Linked DNA regions of Mus musculus: regions 1, 2, 4, 5, 6 and 7 are each linked to region 3. A link is a contact called in public Hi-C and promoter capture Hi-C data. All regions are on one chromosome and are shown on one strand. Each heading gives the region's core, a stretch centred on a gene start, on an enhancer-like site or on the middle of the called end of the contact. The rest is flanking DNA. Distances are from core to core; before and after follow the strand shown.

Evidence for each region. Promoter capture Hi-C pulls out the DNA fragments that hold promoters and counts their contacts. A called contact is a pair of places that touch in the nucleus more often than the background predicts. Capture Hi-C pulls out chosen DNA fragments and counts their contacts.
Region 1: a promoter capture Hi-C map of liver shows a contact between it and region 3, with 3 times the contacts expected there. The contact joins the promoter of Ptcd1 here to the promoter of Wipi2 in region 3.
Region 2: a contact with region 3 is called in a promoter capture Hi-C map of liver, with 3 times the contacts expected there. The contact joins the promoter of Atp5j2 here to the promoter of Wipi2 in region 3. A contact is called at or near these places in 1 of 39 promoter capture datasets (liver) and 1 of 9 other capture datasets (liver).
Region 4: a contact with region 3 is called in a promoter capture Hi-C map of liver, with 3 times the contacts expected there. The contact joins the promoter of Zfp655 here to the promoter of Wipi2 in region 3. A contact is called at or near these places in 2 of 39 promoter capture datasets (both in liver).
Region 5: a promoter capture Hi-C map of embryonic stem cells shows a contact between it and region 3, with 4 times the contacts expected there. The contact joins the promoter of Mafk here to the promoter of Wipi2 in region 3. A contact is called at or near these places in 1 of 39 promoter capture datasets (embryonic stem cells) and 2 of 115 datasets of contacts at active chromatin or transcription factors (astrocytes and large pre-B cells).
Region 6: a contact with region 3 is called in a Hi-C map of B cells, with 9 read pairs. The contact joins the promoter of Psmg3 here to the promoter of Wipi2 in region 3. A contact is called at or near these places in 4 of 39 promoter capture datasets (embryonic stem cells, liver and pre-B cells), 1 of 484 Hi-C or Micro-C datasets (B cells) and 1 of 9 other capture datasets (liver).
Region 7: a contact with region 3 is called in a promoter capture Hi-C map of liver, with 3 times the contacts expected there. The contact joins the promoter of Arpc1a here to the promoter of Wipi2 in region 3. A contact is called at or near these places in 1 of 39 promoter capture datasets (liver) and 2 of 484 Hi-C or Micro-C datasets (B cells and CD4 T cells).

Annotation. Positions count from the first base shown.
Region 1 is chr5:145,165,678-145,168,377 of GRCm38.p6, reverse strand. It overlaps Ptcd1 (pentatricopeptide repeat domain 1), which reads left to right and starts at 1,274. Exons shown (of 9, transcript NM_133735.2): 1 at 1,274-1,424. It overlaps Cpsf4 (cleavage and polyadenylation specific factor 4), which reads right to left and starts at 1,165. Exons shown (of 8, transcript NM_001291248.1): 1 at 919-1,165. The coding sequence starts at 1,021.
Region 2 is chr5:145,190,127-145,192,844 of GRCm38.p6, reverse strand. It overlaps Atp5j2 (ATP synthase, H+ transporting, mitochondrial F0 complex, subunit F2), which reads left to right and starts at 1,304. Exons shown (of 4, transcript NM_020582.3): 1 at 1,304-1,342. The coding sequence starts at 1,330.
Region 3 is chr5:142,628,173-142,630,872 of GRCm38.p6, reverse strand. Wipi2 (WD repeat domain, phosphoinositide interacting 2) reads right to left here and starts at 1,289. Exons shown (of 12, transcript NM_178398.4): 1 at 1,041-1,289. The coding sequence starts at 1,114.
Region 4 is chr5:145,230,490-145,233,189 of GRCm38.p6, reverse strand. It overlaps Zfp655 (zinc finger protein 655), which reads right to left and starts at 1,448. Exons shown (of 4, transcript NM_028298.4): 1 at 1,359-1,448. It also overlaps Gm6287.
Region 5 is chr5:139,790,219-139,792,918 of GRCm38.p6, reverse strand. Mafk (v-maf musculoaponeurotic fibrosarcoma oncogene family, protein K (avian)) reads right to left here and starts at 1,383. Exons shown (of 3, transcript NM_010757.2): 1 at 1,207-1,383.
Region 6 is chr5:139,825,571-139,828,270 of GRCm38.p6, reverse strand. Psmg3 (proteasome (prosome, macropain) assembly chaperone 3) reads left to right here and starts at 1,377. Exons shown (of 3, transcript NM_025604.4): 1 at 1,377-1,549; 2 at 1,907-2,143. The coding sequence starts at 1,928.
Region 7 is chr5:145,082,476-145,085,175 of GRCm38.p6, reverse strand. It overlaps Arpc1a (actin related protein 2/3 complex, subunit 1A), which reads right to left and starts at 1,307. Exons shown (of 10, transcript NM_019767.2): 1 at 1,204-1,307.

The DNA of each region.
Region 1 (2,700 bases), core at 25-2,524, 2.5 Mb before region 3:
GCGCCACCACTGCCCGGCTATTTCTGTGTTTTTTAAAGAAACCCAAATCTTTACTTCAAGTGCACACTTGCCTCCACAGGTTTGTGGATCTATTGCCCCACACAAATGTTCCATGGTCTCAAGGCAGTGCCATCAAATTGAGTAAAAACCTAGTGCTTAAAAGGCTAGCCTGATCTATAGAGTGAGTTTCAGGACAGCCAGGGCTATACAGAGAAACTCTGTCTCGAAAAACAACAACAACAAAGAGTAGACATATGTGCAAGGACGACCTGGCCAAAGAGGACAGTTCTGTCTGAATTGAAGCAGCTCCCCCAAACGGAAGATATATCCCACCAGAACAGGAAAACCATCTCATCACATGAAGAGGGACAGTAAATATAGCTCGGTCTAAAGGTTCGCTGGGGGCCTGAGTTGGGACAGGTGACCCGGAGGTGGGGTAGTGAGGAAAACGGACAATTCCAGGACAGGGAAGGATTTCCCAGGAGCTAGACTAAAGCAAGCCTGGAATATGAGGGTCTACTTGGAGTCTTCGACAGTCAGATACACTCAGACTCTTCTACCGCCTAGTTCTGATGAAAGTAGAGAGGAGCACGCTAAGAGGTGGAAATGGGGGACATTCTAAGACTTTGCTGAAGTTGGAGCAGGATGGGAGAAGGCAGTTCCACTTCAGGATGACACGCGTTCACTGGAGAATTACGCGAACAACCGACACAGTCCTGCTGTCCCGAGGATTGCCACGGAGCAGTCCCCGGGGATCAAGGATCCAAGGAAAGGTCTCCCCGAGTTCAAGTGACACCGGGAAGTCCCAGGACGGAAGCGGAGGAACTAGGCGAGGGTCCCGGGTTCCAGGGCCCAGGGCTGGGGTAACCTCTGGTCAGAATCAGACTCGCCCACCCACCCGCCGGGCCCCGCACTCACTATCCATGCCGGGGAAGGGCAGCGGCTGCGCCCCGAGCTGCTGCTCCACGGCGATCTCCAAGTCGAACTTGATGTGATCTACGCTGGCGATTATTTCCTGCATGGCGGCGGCGGCGGCCTCGGGCCCAGCTCCCCCTCAGGTCTCTCAGCCGCTCTCCGCAACTCACGCTACCTCTCCCCGTCCCCTTCTCGCTTGCCGCCACCGCCGCCGCCGCAGCCGCCGCCCCGCGAGGGATGCCGGGAGCGCTGGAGCCCGCGCCGGCCCTTTTTTCCCATCCAGACTCAGCCAACGGAGCTCAGAGTCCGGCCACTCCTTCAGGCCTGACTAGCCGCCGACCGATCGCCTGTTTCTTTCGGTTCTGTATCTTACACAAGAGGCGGCGACGCAAGTGCGCCTGCGCGGGATCTCCGTAGTCTGTGCTGAGGGCAGGAACGCTGTCTCTGGAGCCGCGGTCCCTCGACTCTGAGGACGTCTCACTAGGGGCTCGCCGCTTAGAACGCTCAGAGTGAGTTTCTGTTCAACCCTCATAGGAAACCCGGAAGCCGGGTGGAAATTGGACCTGAGGGACTTTGTCCAAGCTCAGATGCGAAAACGGAGGATCTAAAGGCCTGGGGAGAGGAAGCAAGGGGCGACCTAGGGTCCCAGGTCTCTCTGTGGGTGTAGCTCTAATGCAGACGTTTAAAAGTCGGGTAAGGGGGCAGGAGGTGTGGCTCAGTTGGTAAAGTGCTTGCCCCACCACCGCATAAGCCGGTAGTGTTAGTACAGACTTGTAATCCCACTAACTGGCAAGTGGAGGCAGAAGGGTCAGAAGCTCAAGACCAGACTGCATTACATGAGACCCTGGAGAGCGAGTCAACCTAGTAGAGCTAAGCCTCAAAATACCGTCATACCTCTTTTCCCTGTTATTATGTCTTGTTTTTGTTGTTGTTTGTTTGTTTTGTTTTTTTATTAAAGGGCTTCAAAGTAAGCAGGCCCAGCACAGCCTAATAAAAATAGAATGCGAGGGTGAGAGGGTGTAGCTCTGTGAGAGGGAGCATGTGCATATATGTGCCTTCCACACCACTCGAGTGCAGATTAGGGAAAAGCTTGTACCACAAGTCCTTCCAAGTATGTTCAGGAATCAAGCTCAGGTCACCGAGCTCTGCAGTAAGCACCTTTATCTGCTGAGACCCTCTTGAGCCTCTTGTTGTTGTTGTCGAGACTGGGGATCTCTAGGTAGCCCTGAGTAGCGTGGACTCACAGTTGTAGACCAGACTGGCATTGAACTCATAGAAATTCTCCTGCCTCTGTCTCCCTGGTGCAGGGCCTAAAGGCATGGCCCATCACGACTTACTCTTACTTTTTAAAGACAATCTCATGAAGCCCAGGCTGGTCTTGAAGTTGACATTATAGCTGAGGGTGACCCTGAATTTCTGACTCTTTTCTACCCAGCTGAGATAGTAAGTTTGACTGATCTCCCACTCCCCACCCTGCACAGAGCCAGGTCTTCCTAACTCAGAGCCTACCCTCTGAGTAAACTTGTCTCTCTTTTCTGACTCTTTTTAAAAAAGATTTGTTTGTTTATTTATTTATTTATTTAATGTATGTGAGTACACTATAGTTGTACAGATGGCTGTGAGCCTTCATGTGGTTGTTGGGAATTGAAATTTTTTAGGACCTCTGCTCGCTCTGGTAGGCCCTGCTTGCACCAGTAGGCCCCCTCACTCCAGCCCAAAGATTTATTTATTATTATATGTAAGTACACTGTCGCTGACTTTAGATGTACCAGAAGAGGGGGTCAG
Region 2 (2,718 bases), core at 55-2,554, 2.6 Mb before region 3:
CCACCCTACCCCATGCTCTCACTCTTAGATTGCTCTGACCATGTCCAGTCAGATGCCCATGTTAAGTCTACTTCTCTCTGCTCTTCCAGATGCCTCTGGCTGTTCCCTCTCACTCATATTTACAATAAACATCCCCTCTCCTGGGGGCTGGAGAGATGACTCAGTGGTTAAGAGCACCGACTACTCTTCCAAAAGTCCTGAGTTCAAATCCCAGCAACCACATGGTGGCTCACAACCACATGTAATGAGATCTGACGCCCTCTTCTGGCGCATCTGAAGACAGCTACAGTGTACTTACGTATAATAAATAAATAAATCTTTAAAAAAAAATCCCCTTTCCTTATGGGGGCTGGAGAGATGGCTCATCTGTTAAGAGCACTATCTGCTCTTTCAGAGGACCCAGGTTTCATTACCACAAATCACATAGGAATTCACTACTGTCTTTCTAACTTCAGCTCCAGGGGATCCAATGACCTCTTTTGACTTCAGTGGGCCCTGCATGCATGTGGTACACAGACATATATGTAGGCAAAACACCCATGTACATAAAAATAATTTTAAAAACCTTCACCTTAATTATACCATGGAGTGGTTATGTCAGTTTATACAGGCAGTGCACACATATAATTCCCATACATGAGTTGTCACTGCTAAAAGTTTCAGGCCAACCCAAAACATATACTGATTTCCAGGCTAGACTAACTCTGTTATTGCATACAGTCTTGCTGTATTTCAGGCCCAAATTTGGGAATTAATGGCAAGATAATGCCTGTAGCTATATAGTAGTCTGACTTTGGCGCTAACATGGCTTAAATCTAATACTTCTGATTTTGGGTCAAAAAAACTACCTTTACGAGCTTTAGAAAATACCCATTTAAGCAGGTGTCAGCTGTGGAGGCGTGTTTGCAATCATCATGGAAACCACTTAAGCATGTGGAGTGGAACTTCAGAGGGATTTGGGGGTCAGAGCAGTGAATAGCAAGTAAAAGGGACTGGGGAGGGTTAAAACAAATGTTCCTATTCAAGGCTTCTCTGCTTTTCTTTCTTTTCAGCATTGGGAATGGAACCAGAGCCTTAAGCACTCCGGGACTGAGCCACACCCCTAAGCCTCTCATTCCTCATGAGAGATCCAAAAGTAGAAGGCAAAAAGTCAAAAGGTCCCTTTTCTCTTTTGTCCTTTGCTTCCGCCTGGGATAGGTCTCAAAATGCTCTACCTAAGTGGTGATCTACTTCCCATGAGCCTCTGCTTCCCGCTCCGGCAGGGGTGCGTGCGCCCTTCCCAGCAGCCTTTGCGCGCGGCTGGAGTTCTGCGGACACCAGGACTTCAAGATGGCGTCACTCGGTGAGTACTCGGCCCTTTCCTGGCCTTGGGGTTGGAAGCCCGATTTGGGCACAGGCTCCAGGGCCACAGTGGGGTGAGAAGGAACCGCGGGAACTCTTGCTCTTCACCCGGGGCTTCACTGAAGCCTCCCCGGAAGCGCGCTGGACACTTACTATAAGGTCCTGTGCTCCCGCCCTCCTCCCTCCACTCTGCAGCGGATTTCTGCTGTGCATCGCCTGGCCTGGCGGTGGAAGACCCAGTCAGCACGGAGAGGCTTCTGGGGGCCTGCACATGCGTTGCCCGGAACCATTTGTCTGTCCTTCCGCGGAGGACTAAGCTGCTGCTTTTTCTTCCTGCGCGACTTGACACAGGCAGGGTCACTTGAACCTTTACGCTGGGCAGCGCTTGGACCTCCCTGGAGATGAGGCTTTCAGATTACGGTCCAGGACCAGCGAATGCCTAGAATGGTTCCCGACACCACATTATGTTACATACGTGTCGACTGAATACGCCTACTGGGGTGAAGTGACCTGTTCAAGGTCACCAGTCCTGAGAGAGCCTCGCTGGGATTCAGACCTAGGTTGGCGGGTCTCATGATAAATGAGATTACCTTTCAGAAATGTCCTTGTGACAGACAAGCAGATGTTCCCTTAACACGTACGAGTCAATCTCCACACACATTCATTGCGCACTGTTGGGATTACACATTATTGTTGTTTTTGTTATTATGTGTCCCACACGTGTCTAGGTATGGTCATGGGAATGCTGGAGCTTGTGTCCAGGTTCGAGGACAACTCCGAGGAACTCCAGTAGCCAGGCTAGCCATTTCACAGTTGTCTACCTCCTCCTTTTGAGACAGGGTTTCACCATGTAGCCCAGATTGGTCATGAACTTGCTGCCACAGTCGTGATGTATTAGCGTCTATCTCTGAGTGCTAGGATTACAGGCCTATGCTACTGTACTTAGCTTGTTACAGTGTTCTTTATCTCAGCCTGGGAAGGTGAAGGGGGGGGTGTCTAAAAACGGGGTGTGAAGGAGCTGAGCCTTTTTGATTTGGTTTGGTACTTGGTTTTGCAAGATAGGATTTCTTTGTGTAGCTCCAGCTGTAATGGAACTCATCTGTGGATCCACCTGCTTCTGTCTCCCCAGTACTGGGCTTAAAGGTGTAGGTCACTGCCACCTGGGGCATTAGCAGCTATTTTATCTGTAAAATGGTAGGAGATGGTTAGTGAACACAGCTTTCAGAAGAGACAACGGGAAGAGCATTAATGACACTGCTCAAGAGGCTGAAGAAGCACAATTGTCAGCCTGGGCCTTCCTCTCCAAAAAAAAAGTTGAAAAAATAGAAGTTTTGGATCCCAACCCCTACAGGATTTCTCTGCCACTCTGGCTATCCT
Region 3 (2,700 bases), core at 40-2,539:
AGAAAAGACCCAGTGTGTTACAACGGAAAGAACACCAGGAGAGCAACCTCAGGGGATGAGAACCCAAGCCTGCCCCATCCCACTATTAGCCAACTTTAAGATCCTGACAGACTCTAGCCCTTTCTGAACTTCACAGTCTCATTTGTGGCTGGTCCCAATTTCAGGACAGCACCTCCTTCTTGAGCTCGTCTAAAGGTCCAACTGAGCACCTGTTGCACCTCCCTCCACACAGGTACTTGCCATTCTCCAATCTAACTTTTAAGTGAGGAAAAACAAAAGCCTCAGTCCCTGCCTTGCTAATGCTATTGTGCCAGTAGCGACCAACTACTTAGTGTGATGCCAAGTGACCCATTCCTCCTCCTCTTACATCACTTCCTCTTACTCACTTCCCAAGATGGCTCTTCTCCCTTCCAGTCCCATAACTCATCCATCCTTCATCAGAAACCTCATCTATTACCTACCTTCCAGGTATGCCAACGAGGCAGCCTTGAAGAACCAGATGGGGAACTACAGGAGTTCAGTCCGGTAAAACAGTGGACCGGTACGAAGGTTCTTTTTTACCCCAGGAATAGCCCACCTCACCCCCTTTTGAAGCTCCCAGACCCCTTGAGGATAAAGTCTCAGATCGAAGGCCTGGATTACTACTGCCGTTTGGTCCTTTTTTGGAGGAGACCAAAGTTACTTGCCAGAAAGGTCGGCAGAGAAGAAATAAGCAAACAGAAAAAGAAAAGCCATGAAAAGCGACAGAAGCAGTGAGGATACAGATGTATAGAAAGGGGGAGGCGGGCGATGCCCAGGATGGCCGCAAAACCGAGTCCGGGTGACAGGCGCAAACCGGCGTGCACAGTTCCTTCCTAACTTTGCGAAAGGCCAGGTCTCAGGACAGGTGGATGGGGGCACCCCGAGTTCCATCACCTCCCCCGGCCCAGGAGGCAGCAGCGCTCGAGCGGCCGCGCGGGCTCAGCACGCCCCCCGCCCATACCCCTCAACCTGACCAGCCCTGGTCTCTGCCCCGGCCCCGCGTCCGCGCCCGGCCTTACGTGTTATCCTGGTTGAAGTTGGCGAACAGCAGCTGGCCGGCGCCGGCCTCTCCGCTCTGGCTCGCCAGGTTCATGGCTGCGAGCGCGCGACGGCCTCGGACCCCCCTTGGCGGGAGCGCGCGCAGCTCGACTCGGGCGGCCCGCGGGAGCACGCTACACTCAGGATCGACGTCCGGTCCGGCAGGTCGCCCCGCTCGCCGCCTCTCGCTGCGCGGGGACCAACTGCCGCCTCATCCCGTCCCCACTCTTGTTTATGCTCCAGAGCCGGGACGGGCTGCGCGCTTGCGCGGTCCCGCCCACCCTCGCGTCGCACGGCGGCGTTCCGCGCAGGCCCGCTGCGTAGGCCCCGCCTCTTCGCCGCAGGCATCCGCGGGTGTTTCCGGTCGACTGCGCATGCATAAAGGTGCGCTGGTGGGTGCGCCTGCGCGTGGCGGAGAGTGGGCGGGGGCTTGCTGTCTGAGAACGGCGAGTTACCTCGTTGGTCCTGAGTCGTTGATCATTGTTCTAGGAACTTTGGCGCACCGCGTTGCTCGAAGAGAATGTCGCACGTCCGTTTTGCAGATTTGAAAAGCGAGGCGCAGAACTGCAAACGATTTGCCAAATGTTGGGTCTGAGACTGGAAAGGCGCGTGCGGTCACGGTCCTTGGGACAGGATTCTACTTTAAATGTATTGGTCCGTGCAACAGTCTATGGGAAGCACCTTTCTCTCCTTCCCGCTGCTTCCCTTCTTTCCTTTCTCTTCTTCCCTTCAAGGAGATAGAAATGTTCTGGTGGCGAAGGTCCTGGAGAAGAGAGAGACTTGTTCTGTGCTGTTAGAACTGAACCTCTAGGCAAGAGGCTGGTAGTTCCCAAGAGCAGTGTGCTGTCCTTGAGGACAGTTAAGCGGGGAGCAAAGTCGAACTTTGTTAGTACAGCCAGAGGGGCAAAGATGGCAAAGTTGTTGAGGAAAAGATGGCGCACACTTTCCCACCCTTCCTGTTTCGTGTTTTTGTTTTGTTTGTTGTCTTTGGATCGGGGCTCATCTATCTTAGGCTAGCTTTGGACTCTGTAGCTGAGGTTGACCTTGAATTCCCGGTCTTCCTGCCTTTACCTCTTAAAAGATTATGGAGCTGCACCACCACGCTTGTTTAAAGTAGCCTTTAAAATGGTTTGCTTTAGCCTTTGGAGACCTTGGCTCTTCTGGAACTCACCATCTTAATCTTCAATGCATAGAAATATACTGCCCTCGGCCATCTGCCCTCCGTCCTCTGCCCTCTGGTGCTGGAATTAAATGTGCTACGATTCCCAGCTTTTCTTTTTTTTTTTTTTAATGAATTCTTTAAGAATTTCATGCAAAGCATTTTGATCATATTCAACCTCACCACCACCCAGATCCACTCTTCTTCCCTACCCACCCAACTTTATGTCTTTTTTTTTTTCAGTCTTTCTTTTTTAAACCCACCAATTCCATTTTGTGTTGCCTATATAGTTTTGGATATGGTCTTCCACTGGAAGACCTATCGGAGATCATACATACCCTTGAAGGAAATTGATTCCCCGTTCCCAGCAGCTACCAGTTAACAACAGCTTAGCTAGGTGTGAGGCTTCATGCCCATCTCTCTTATACATACATCTTGCCTGGCTTAGCTTGCACAGGTCTGGTATATTCCACTGTGAGTTC
Region 4 (2,700 bases), core at 199-2,698, 2.6 Mb before region 3:
GCAGACTTTAAAAAAAAAAAAAAAAAACCAGCCTGAAGGTGGTAGTACAAGCCTTTAATTCCAGCACTGGTGAGGCAGAAGCAGGTAGACACGAGTTTGGAGCTAACCTGATCTACATTCCAAGACAGCCAGTGCCTCAGAAAGAAACCCTGTCTAGAAACCCAGCCCCACTAGATTTTAGTTGTCACAGTCCACAGACTTAAGTTTCTCTAAATGTAATTAAGTAAAGTGCATGGTAATTAGGGCCCAAGAAGGGTTTAAAACCTAAAAAGTTACCAAAATAAACAAAAAGAAAAACACAGAAGCAGGAGATGCCTGTAATTTAAGGGTAGAGTACTTCCTAGTATGCACAAGGCCCTACCTTCAATCCATAACAACCTCCCCCTTCACAAAAAAACAAACATGAGTACCATTCGGTTTCAAAACTTAAAACCCAAACAGGAAGGTGTAAGAATTCGATATTACTCAGACTCTACTGAACAATCCCAAATCTGTGGTTTAAAATATATGTGTGTGTGTGTGTGTGTGTGTGTGTGTATCGCTGGGCGTGTAATCCCAGCTCTCGGAAGATTTAGACAGGAGGTTCAGAAGTTCAAGGTTAGCCTCAAAGCTGTCTTTTAAAAACCCAAACCAAAACAACAACAACAACAACAACAACAAAATAGCTACCATTAAAAGAATTTTTTTCAACACAGTACAACTGCGTAAACCTTTCCATGGAGCGTCCTAAGTAATTTAGAGGCTCAAGCTGAGACCCAGTGAAACACGCCAGATAAGATTACTCATTGTTTTTCTCAAAAGCAGGCCCCTTAGGAATCATGTGGTAAGCGGTAAGGCCGTTCTGCATTACTCAATGGGCCCCGATGAATAATGATACAACTCACTTAGGAGACAGACCCTTAGGGCAGGCTGGTCGAGCCACCTGCGCGCAGCACGAGGGAGGGCTGCGAGGAGCCTGGTGTCCTTCAGATCCAAGGACGAGCCCGGGTTCCGTCCACCGTCCACCGTCCACCGCCCTCCGCCAGGCTCCCGGCCCGTCCGCAGGCCTCGCCCAGAGCCACCCTCCGCCTACCTCTCTCTTGGGCAAAGGTTCGGTCCCCAGAGGGCGAAGCGGGCCACAAGACCGAGCTGCCACCCGGGCCCGGCCACTGGGTTCGCACCACGGGGCCACCCCGGCTCCCCGGGCTCCGCGACGAACCCGGGAAGAGGGGAAAACAGGGCCGCGAGCCCGGCCTTCCGCGCGCCCCAGCTCCGGGAACAGCCGTCAGCCCGCACGCGGCGCCTCCTGCGCGTCCGCCCCGCGGGCCAAACAAGCGGTCGCTCCCACGGCGACGCGACAACGGTTCCCCGGGACTCACCCAGGTGGAGAGGCGGGCCTGGAGACTGTCCCGTCACGGAGGCGCTCCTCGCTCAGCTGCACCAGCCTGTCCGGGGCCACTCTCTCGACTGCCAGAAGGCTGACGCCTTACGTCACTTCCGGCGACGGAAGTCCACGGGAGGGCGGTCCCGGGTGAGGTTCCCGGATGAAGAGCAGGGGTGAGGGTGTCCCGGGTCGAGCTGTCAGCTGACGGACACGGGATGCGGTCTCGTGGGTGGGGTCCGCAGCATCGCTAGATAAGGCCTTAGTTGCTGTTGTGCTTCGCTTTCTCGAGGTCGCACAGCCCTCCCTGCTGATTAGGGCGCATCTTACACCAGGAGGGCGACAGAGGTTGGGAAAGAACTCCCGACTCCTCCCGGGCCGCAAGAGCGTGCAGGAGGATTCCTAAGCAGAAGATGAAATACCACCCTCGTGTCTAATACTGGTTTGGTCCGGCTTTATTTCTCCTAGGAAGTGCCTGACCCCAAATTGCCCACAGAAAGGGACATACTAGGTGTTGCCCTGCCTGGAAGGGACAAACGTTTTCCCCAAGAGGATTCGCCCAAGGTCACCAAGATTTTCCTGTCAGGCCCTACTTTGAGTCCCACCCTTTCCTTCATGTTTGATTCTTTGCCTACCATGAGGTGAGCAACTTCTTCCAACAGGAGTTCTTCGCTGTGTGCAGCTTCACTGTAGACACAAAGGGAGCAAGTTTAACTGAGAACTGTTTGAAACTGTGACACAAAAATCTCTCCTCAAGCTTGATTATCTCAACTATTTTTGCAATAGTAGATGCAAAGCCAAGACTCCCATAATTTTGTTCCCCTGGAAATTAGTGAAGCTCAGAATCTTGTAATTTACAATCTTATAATTATCTAGTATTAGGAACAACTGCTACATAAATCAAATATTTTAAAATACTGCCCAAGGGCTGAAGACGTGGCTCAGTGTTGAAGAGCACTGTTGCACTTCCAGAGTACAAAGGTTCGCTAAGTTCCCAGAACTCAAACTGTGGCTAACAACCCTGTCACTAGGTTCTAGAGGTGGATCTAATGCCCTCTGACCATGGGAGACGCTGACCACCCCAGGTGAACATATATGCATGCAGGCAAAGGATACACATATAAAAAATTATTTGGCTTGGAGAAATGGCTTACCAAGTAAAAGCCCTAACTGTTCTTGCAAAGGACCGGAGCTCAGTTCCTAGTTCCCACGGTGGCTCACAACCAGTGTAACTCCAAATCCAGAGGGTTGGATGGTCTCTCTTGGGCTCCTGTCACACATTTGGCACAGTGCACACATATGCACACACATACACACACAAAATAAAAATAAATCTTAAG
Region 5 (2,700 bases), core at 134-2,633, 2.8 Mb after region 3:
CTATACAGCTTTCTTGACTCCATCCACATGCTTAAATTCACACCTACTGTTTCAGTTTGGTTTTGTGTGACAGTGTCTCGCTATGTAACTAAGGCTGGTCTTGAACTAGCTAAGCAATCCAGGCTAACCTTAAACTCAAGATCTTCCTGCCTCAGACTCCCATGTGCTAGGAGTACAAGCATGTGCCACCATAACATAATGGCTTTAGACCAACACCTTTGAAAGAAGTTACCTGGCCCTAAAACACCAGCTCAAAGCATCAAAGTACCCACGTGCACTCCACCAGATACCTTCTGAAATGTTGCTGCCACAGTATGACCTCAGCAGTGCCAACCTCTGGGGTCCCAGGGCTAATTTTAGTGACTCCACAGGAGTGGAAGGGGTGAACTACCTACCAGCTGAGACACAAGCTAGCTTTTGAGGACTGAGTGTACTGAGTGCCTGTCCATCAATTGGAAGGCGAACTGTTAAAGTGCATCTGTGTTAGCAATGAGAGCTGTGTGAAAAGCGAGGCTCAGACTAACTTCCCTAGAGAAACAAGAGCACCAAGCAGCCTCACCTCCCAAATACCGACTGCGTTCTTACGGGGCAAGTTCTAGGAGGCTGGAGTGGCTGTTATCTCAAGGATACCAGAAGAGGAGTCTATCTCCCCCAAAGAGATCTAATCTAGGCACCTAGGACCCACGAGGCTTTCTTCACCTGTAATTTGCTAGAGTTTTTGCTTCTGATTTCTCGCCGCACGCTCGTAAACATGCACACTCTTAACACGCCTATCCGCTCACCCTACTAGGGAACCTCGCACTTCAGAGTTGGATGGGACCTTGGCCCCAGACCACACCTGAAGAAAGTGACGGAAGCGATAGGCTGGCCAAGACGGTCACCTGCCTCGCTCCCCACCCACAGCTTCCACATCCGGCACCGCTGGCCGGTCAGCTGATTAGAAAGTGACACCAGTTACTCAGGCCCTTTCGGGGTCCCGGCCGGGGGCGAGGTGGGGGCGAATTCTACGCCGACGGAAATGGCCAGGTGCGCACGGCTCCCGGGTGCCACTCTCCCGCACGTGGTGGGTCCCGTGTGGGCCTTGAGCTAGGTCCCGCGTGGCACGTGCTCGAGGCCCAGGCTGGGTCCCGCGGCCTTCGGGGTGCTCCTCCCGCAGGTGCACGAACTCTGGGTTCCCCTACCCAGTTCCCGAAGCCCCTCACTCACCCGGGTCGCGCGCGGGGCCGGGCGCGGCGGCTCCTTGCGGACACGCACTCTTCACAAGCGCTTCTGCTCTCGCGCTCCCCTTAGTCGCCGTCTCCGCCTGCGCGCTTCGGACTTCTCGTTCCGACTCGGCGAAGAACAACAAGTCCCTGCCACCCGCCGCCCGCCGCCGGCTCCCCAGTACTGACACCGCTTCCGGGATCGCGCGTCGAAGCGCGTCACCGCCCCGCCCCCGCGATGGCCACGCCCCTAGTGATCACGCCCCTGTTGCTCACGCTTCTTCGCTCACCAAAACCACGCCCTCTCTGGCCGCGCGTCGGCACCACGCCCCTGATGGCCACGCCCCTCGCTGCCCCAGTCCCTGGGTCCTCCTACATGCTTCCACGTGCAGTTGTCTCATTGCTGAGCTCCTGGCCCTGTCCATCCCCAACACACCCGGGGCGGGGTCTGTGCTCCTTTCCCAAGGTAGGGGGTGTCAGGCGAGCGTGACGCACACTGGGTATGGACCCCACGTTTCCTTGAACTTTCAGCCTGGGCATTATGTCTCTATGTCACCCACTGTCGTCTATGCTACTCACTGTGATCCTGAGGCTGCTGGAGCCTCCCCGGGTCTTGGCAGAGAGAATAGAGGCCAACTGGCTAGTGACCATGTTCTGGACCTAACACCAAGCCCACGTCAAGGTGGCGAAGTGGCTCAGTTACACCACATAATCAGCAAGGCAGATGCACCCTACAAAGGAGAAAGAGATATGTATGTAGCATCCTCTTCTGACCCATACCATGACCTTTTGATTTATATCTGAGACAGAGGTAAGGTCTCACTGTGCAGCTCAGAGTGGCCTGGAACACTTATAAAACTTTATTTTTTTTTTTTACTTATTTATATGTGTGTTCATATGTATGTGGATTGGTGTGCACACACTACCACGAATGTGTGGAAGTCAGAGGGCAACTTTAGGGAATCTGTTTTTTCTTTCCACTTTTGGGTTCCGAAAATTGAACTCAGACTTGGTACCTTTACCCACTGAGCCACCTCACTGGCACTGTCTTGAAGCTCTTAATCCTTCTGCCTTCACCCTAAGTGCCTTCACCTAAGCCTGCCCCTCCCCCTCCCCCTCCCCCTCCCCCCTTCTCCCTCTCCTCCCTCCCTCTCCTCCCTCCCTCTCCCTCTCCCCCTCCCCCTCCCCTCCCCCTCCCCCCTCTCCCTCTCCCTGTAAGCAATGGATAGTGTCTTAGTTAGGTTTTTACTGCTGTGAATAGTCACCACGACCAAGGTAACTCTTATAAGGACAACATTTAGTTAGGGCTGCCTTATAGGTTCAGAGGTTTAGTCCATTATCATCAAGGATCATGGTAGCATCCAGGCAGTCATGGTGCAGGCAGAGCTGAGAGTTCTACATCTTCATCTGAAGGCTGCTAGGAAGACTGACTTCCAAGCAGTAAGGATGAGGGTCTTAAAGCCCACACCCACAGTGAGACACCTATTCCAACAAGGCC
Region 6 (2,700 bases), core at 128-2,627, 2.8 Mb after region 3:
CATATGTATACACACACACACACACACACACACACACACAGGAACCCACACACAAAAGAGTGAGTTTATGTTATTCTTGAAAGTAGATGAAACCGAAGATAATCGTGTTAAGCAAATTATGCCAGTCTCAGAAAGACAGACACCATATGTTTTCTCTGACTGGTGGGGCCTAGATTTTACATAGTCACACTGAACCGTGTGTGTGTGTGTGTGTGTGTGTGTGTGTGTGTGTGTGTGTGTGGTGTACATTTAAGAAAACAAACAGGAAGGAGGGGAGAAAAGGGAAGATAGAGGGAAGGGGGATATGCTCAATTTACAGTCTATAATTTTAAGAAAAAAGTGCTTTGATTTAACAGGTCACCATTAAGAGCACCACTTGTTGCTCTTGCTGAGGACCAGGTTCAGTTCCCATCACCTACATGGCAGCACATAACTGTCTGTAACTCCAAATCTAGGAAACACAACACCCTCTTCTGGCCTCTGTGGGTACTGCATGCACATGACACCATATACAGGAAGGCAAAAATACTCATGCAAATAAATAAACAAACAAACAAATACTGTTTAATTCTTTTAAGTATTCTGCAAGATGAACAATAATTAGTGTAAATGAGACTTGCTCCTCGATACCCACAAGAAAAAAGGAAAAAAATGAAAGAAAGAGGGAAGGAGAAAAAAATGATGGTTGGGATTTGGCTCAGTTTGTGAATGCTTGCGTAGCATACATAAACTCCTGGATGTTATCCCCACACCAGCAAACCATGTGTGGGGTGTGTTCCTGTCATCCCTGCACTTGGAAGGAGAATCAGGAGTTCAATATTTTCCTTGATCAACCTAGGGTACTTGTGACCCTGTCTCAAAAAACAGAAGAGGAGGGGGAGGAGGAGAAGAGGAAAAGAAGGAGGAGGAGGAGGAGGAGGAGGAGGAGGAGGAGGAGGAGGAGGAGGAGGAGGAGGAGGAGGAGGAGGAAATAATCCTAGAACTCGGGAGGATATGTGAGTTTGAGGCCAGCCTGGTCGACATAGTGAGTTCCAGGACAACTAGGGCTACACGGAGATACCGTGACTAAAAGAGGCAAAACTGACAGACAAACAGACGAAACAAGTTACTGTATATTAAGTGTGCCTTAGCCAAAGCCAGGTACACACCAAGTGAAAACAAATATTAAAATATTAATAATATTAAAACAAATATTATTTTGTGTCCACAGCTAGGACACAAAGCTCCCTACACAGGTGGTCAAGCACCGCCACCGAGATCCTGGAGCTCGGAGAGGCACACTGTCCCTTTAACACGAAGCCTGGACGGCTCCTTTGCAGCACGGAACCTTAGGCCCTGGGACTGCCGTGGCCTACGGACCTTAGGCCCAACGGACAGGAACCGGAAGTTCTCGCCGGGACTTCTGCTAAACCATTGCTGGCTTAGTTGCTCCCTGAAACCGCTTTCTGGCGCTGCTGGTGGGGTGAGCGCTGGTTGCCGAGGGTTTCGGTCCCAACTGCTGTCAGTAGTGATCCAGCCATCCCCAGTCCTGCGCCGTCGGGGCTCCCCGGTGAGCTCGGCCGTTTTCCTCATCCCTGATAATCTGGAAGTGGGACAGCTAGTCGCGGGGATGGCGGTCATCGCAAGCAGTGCGGCGGGACAAAGACGCTCACAAAAGCCCGCACGAGCATGCGCGCACTCGCTTTTGGGTTGGGGCGTGGTATTGATAACAGGGTCTCCCCCATGTAGCTCAGGCTGGCCTCGAACTGGGACTTCTCCAGCCTCAGCGTCCCCTGTCCTGGGATGGCAGACATGTGCCACCACGTGCAGCTTGGAATGGGCCGCTTGTCATTTCTGCTGTCGAGCTCCAGGTTGTGTCCGATTCTGATTGCTCCATCCCTTGTTTTCTTTTCTTTTAAAACTAAAGCCTCCGCTGAAGAACGGGACCATGGAAGACAAACCACTGGTAGTATCTAAACAGAAGACAGAAGTGGTGTGCGGTGTGCCCACCCAGGTGGTCTGCACGGCCTTCAGCAGCCACATCCTAGTTGTGGTGACCCAGTTCGGGAAGATGGGTACGCTAGTGTCCTTGGAGCCCAGCAATGTGGCCAATGACATCAGCAAGCCAGTGCTCACCACGAGAGTCCTCCTCGGGCAGGACGAGGTAATGGGAGTTGAGAGCATCTTTTTTTCTGCTGTCATTTGTCCATAGGGATATGGGGTGCCTGATAGGCACAACTCCATACGTACCCAAACTATGCGCAGTGAGCATTTTCCAGGGCCATTCTGGACTGAGGGTGTCCTGGCTGGCTCGAGTGATGCTTTTCCCAGCGTGTTAGCATTTTACTCAACACTCGGGGAGGGATTGATTTTTATGACATAGCCATTTCCTCAGTTTGACCCTGTCCTGATGGCTCTATGTTTATGTCTGCTTCTTGAGTCTTGACAACAGTTCCCTTTGCAGGCCTGTCTGTCTTGATTAGGAGTAACCAGAGAGACGGTAGGCAGAGGTACCAAGGAAAAGTCTTAATACTGCCTCCTGGGCAGTTCCCTCTGTCTGCTTTATGCAGTCCACGTGGTGCTCTGAATCACTGTTGTCCTAGCTTAGGGGGTTTGGGGAAAGCGTGAGACGCTGGCCTAGGTCTCTTAAGGAAAGCATTAGGAGCAGACAGTGTTTGTCCCCAGTGTGACTATACACACCTGTAATCCTTTCAGGGGGAG
Region 7 (2,700 bases), core at 58-2,557, 2.5 Mb before region 3:
AATTTCCAATGGGTCCTCTCAGCTGTGAACAGCATATGAATTGAAGAAGCCTTCCCCCAACCCCCACCCCTGAGACAGCCAGTGACTTGATCTAATGGGGTAAACACCCGGGACTGATAACTTATAGAGACCTGAAATCCTAAGGCCTACTAGGAAACCAAAAGATTAAGGGAACTGATAAAATAGGATGCCAACCTAGGTCATTTCAGAAACTGGGCAAGGAGAAGATAGGAGAGAAACACACCATGACAACAGATGGCTTTATACTCAGAGATTCTAAGCTGCAATTTATTAAGTGCCTCCCATGTTCCCAACAGTGTTCAGTATCTGAACGGGGCCAGGAACATGAATAAATCCTTGTCCTCATGTCCTTCTCCGGAGGAAAGAGAGCAGAAAGTAAAGGAAGGCAGATATGCCTTGAAAGTCTCAGAAGCACCAGTAATGGCTATCATTTATTATCAGATCATTTGAACAGCTTCTCTGGGTTAGGAATTGCTGTAAGCAACTCAAGCACACGAACTCCACGCGAAACCCATAAAACCAAGTAGACTAAGAATCTTCTTACTGCAGCTGGGGAAACTGAGGCACCAAGAAACAACCTTCCCAGAGACACCTGACAAAGTGGCAGAGTCAAACGGGAACTCGGAGGGTTCTACATAAAGGACCCTATGAATACGGGTGCAGAGGAGAGTACAAGTCTGACTTGCGGGGGCGGGGGCTAGAGCTAGGGAATCTTAAGGTTACTGGAAAGATGGGCTTTCTCTTGCTGGGAAGGGTTCCCCAATAACTGACGGTTCGGAGGCTGCTCTAGGCAACATCCTAGATGTTGACGAGATGAACAGATACTCGTGACAAGCCACCGGGGGATGGGGGGGGAGATCCGCCCGTCTAAACTAATTTTACAGATTGTGGTAAATGCTCACAGTAGGGGTGCAAATGGTACTATGGGGGTGTCGGAAGCCGAGTTGTTCCTTCTCTCATCCGAGATGGAGGGCAGCTGGAAAGTGCTCAGAAACGCTCGGTCTGTGTGTGAGGGGGGCACCAGGGACTCAGAGGTAACCACGAAGGGCTGAGATCCCGGGCCCCTCAGCTCCAGACCCCGCGCCTAACAGCCCTGGGCCCGCCGCCCCCGCGTGCCATAGAACATACAAAAAAAAAAATGGAGGCGACCCGGGCCAGACTCTCCGCCCTGTGGCTCCTTACCTGAGGTTGGGGAGGTCTGGAGGTCCGGAGCGGACGATTCGCGGACTCTGGTCAGTCGACGCGAACTGGCTCCGGCGGGCGCGGACGGAGGAGGGAGGCCTAGAGGGAGAGGCTGACAGATCCCGGAAGTGACCGGAGCGCCTGCGCAGAGCGGCCGCTCTCAGCTGGCGCTTGGCGCAGGCGCAGGCGCAGAACGTAGCCTTTGTTGGCGTGTTCTGTCTGAAGAGCGGCTGCTGCTCAGGTGAGGCAGCCGCTCGTCAGCGCTAGGGCGTGCTTGTGGAACTGGATGGGCGTCCTACTCCTTTCTTTAAGGAGGTTTTAACACACACACATTTCTGAACCATGGCCCAAGTGTGCAGCGTTGGGAGCTTCTCAAGTGCTTTTTGTTACAAATTACTGAGCTAGGATCTCTCAGGCTTTGTGGTTCTGAAGAACAATTCAAAATAAAATAAAATAAAATAAAAATATTTATGTGGCTGGGCGGTGGAGGCGCACGCCTTTAATCCCAGCACTTGGGAGACAGAGGCAGGTGGATTTCTGAGTTTGAGGCCAGCCTGGACTACAGAGTGAGTTCCAGGACAGTCAGGGCTACACAGAGAAACCCTGTCTCCAAAAAAAAAAAAAAAAAAAAGAATTATATGGATGTCTGTGTCGGTATACGCATGTGAATTCAGGTGCCCCTGGAGGCCAAGAGAGCAACAGATCCTCTTGGAGCTGGAATTGTAAGTTACACCATGTGGGTGCTGGGAACTGAACTCAGGTCCTCAGCGAGAACAATACAATCTTTTAAGCTGAGCCATCTTGCCAGCCCTTGAAACTATGTTTGTGTTCCTTCATAGAGGGTGGGTCAGAACTGGTGACTATTTTCTGCCTGGCGGACTGTCCCTGTCCTGGACCCTCAGTAGAAAGTCTCAAGTCTACCTAAGAGTCCCCTTGACTGTTCCTAGATCAGGACCACTTGTTCCTGCACCCACAATGACACCACAAGAAGGCGCAATGGTGACATGGAAAGAGTGTATTCTATGTAGATGCAATTTATAAGAACTGCCCTGAATGCTACATCCAGTCAGACTGTTGCCCCTGCTCTGGTAGAAATTATGAAGCAACCAGTTAAGTACCCAGGTTCCACTAGAGGTAGGCACCCCAGTCCTTGTCTTGTGGTGGTCTATATATTTGACCCAGTGGACAGTAAACACTGCCCTAACAGAAATAAGGGAATAGTCTATTTCGAGTCAAATATCCATGAGCATTGCTTAGCAGTGCTCGGATTCCTTACCCTAAGTGTTTGCCCCACCTTGAAAACAGTTGCGTTATGGTCTTTAGAATTATTATCGGTCTGTGTGTGTGTGTGTGTGTGTGTGTGTGTGTGTGTGTGTGTGAGTGTGTGTGTGTGTGAGTGTGAGTGTGTGTGTGAGTGTGTGTGTGAGTGTGAGTGTGTGTGTGTGCTGTGTGAGTGGGTAGCACTCATATGGTGGTCAGAGGTCAGCTCTGTGAACT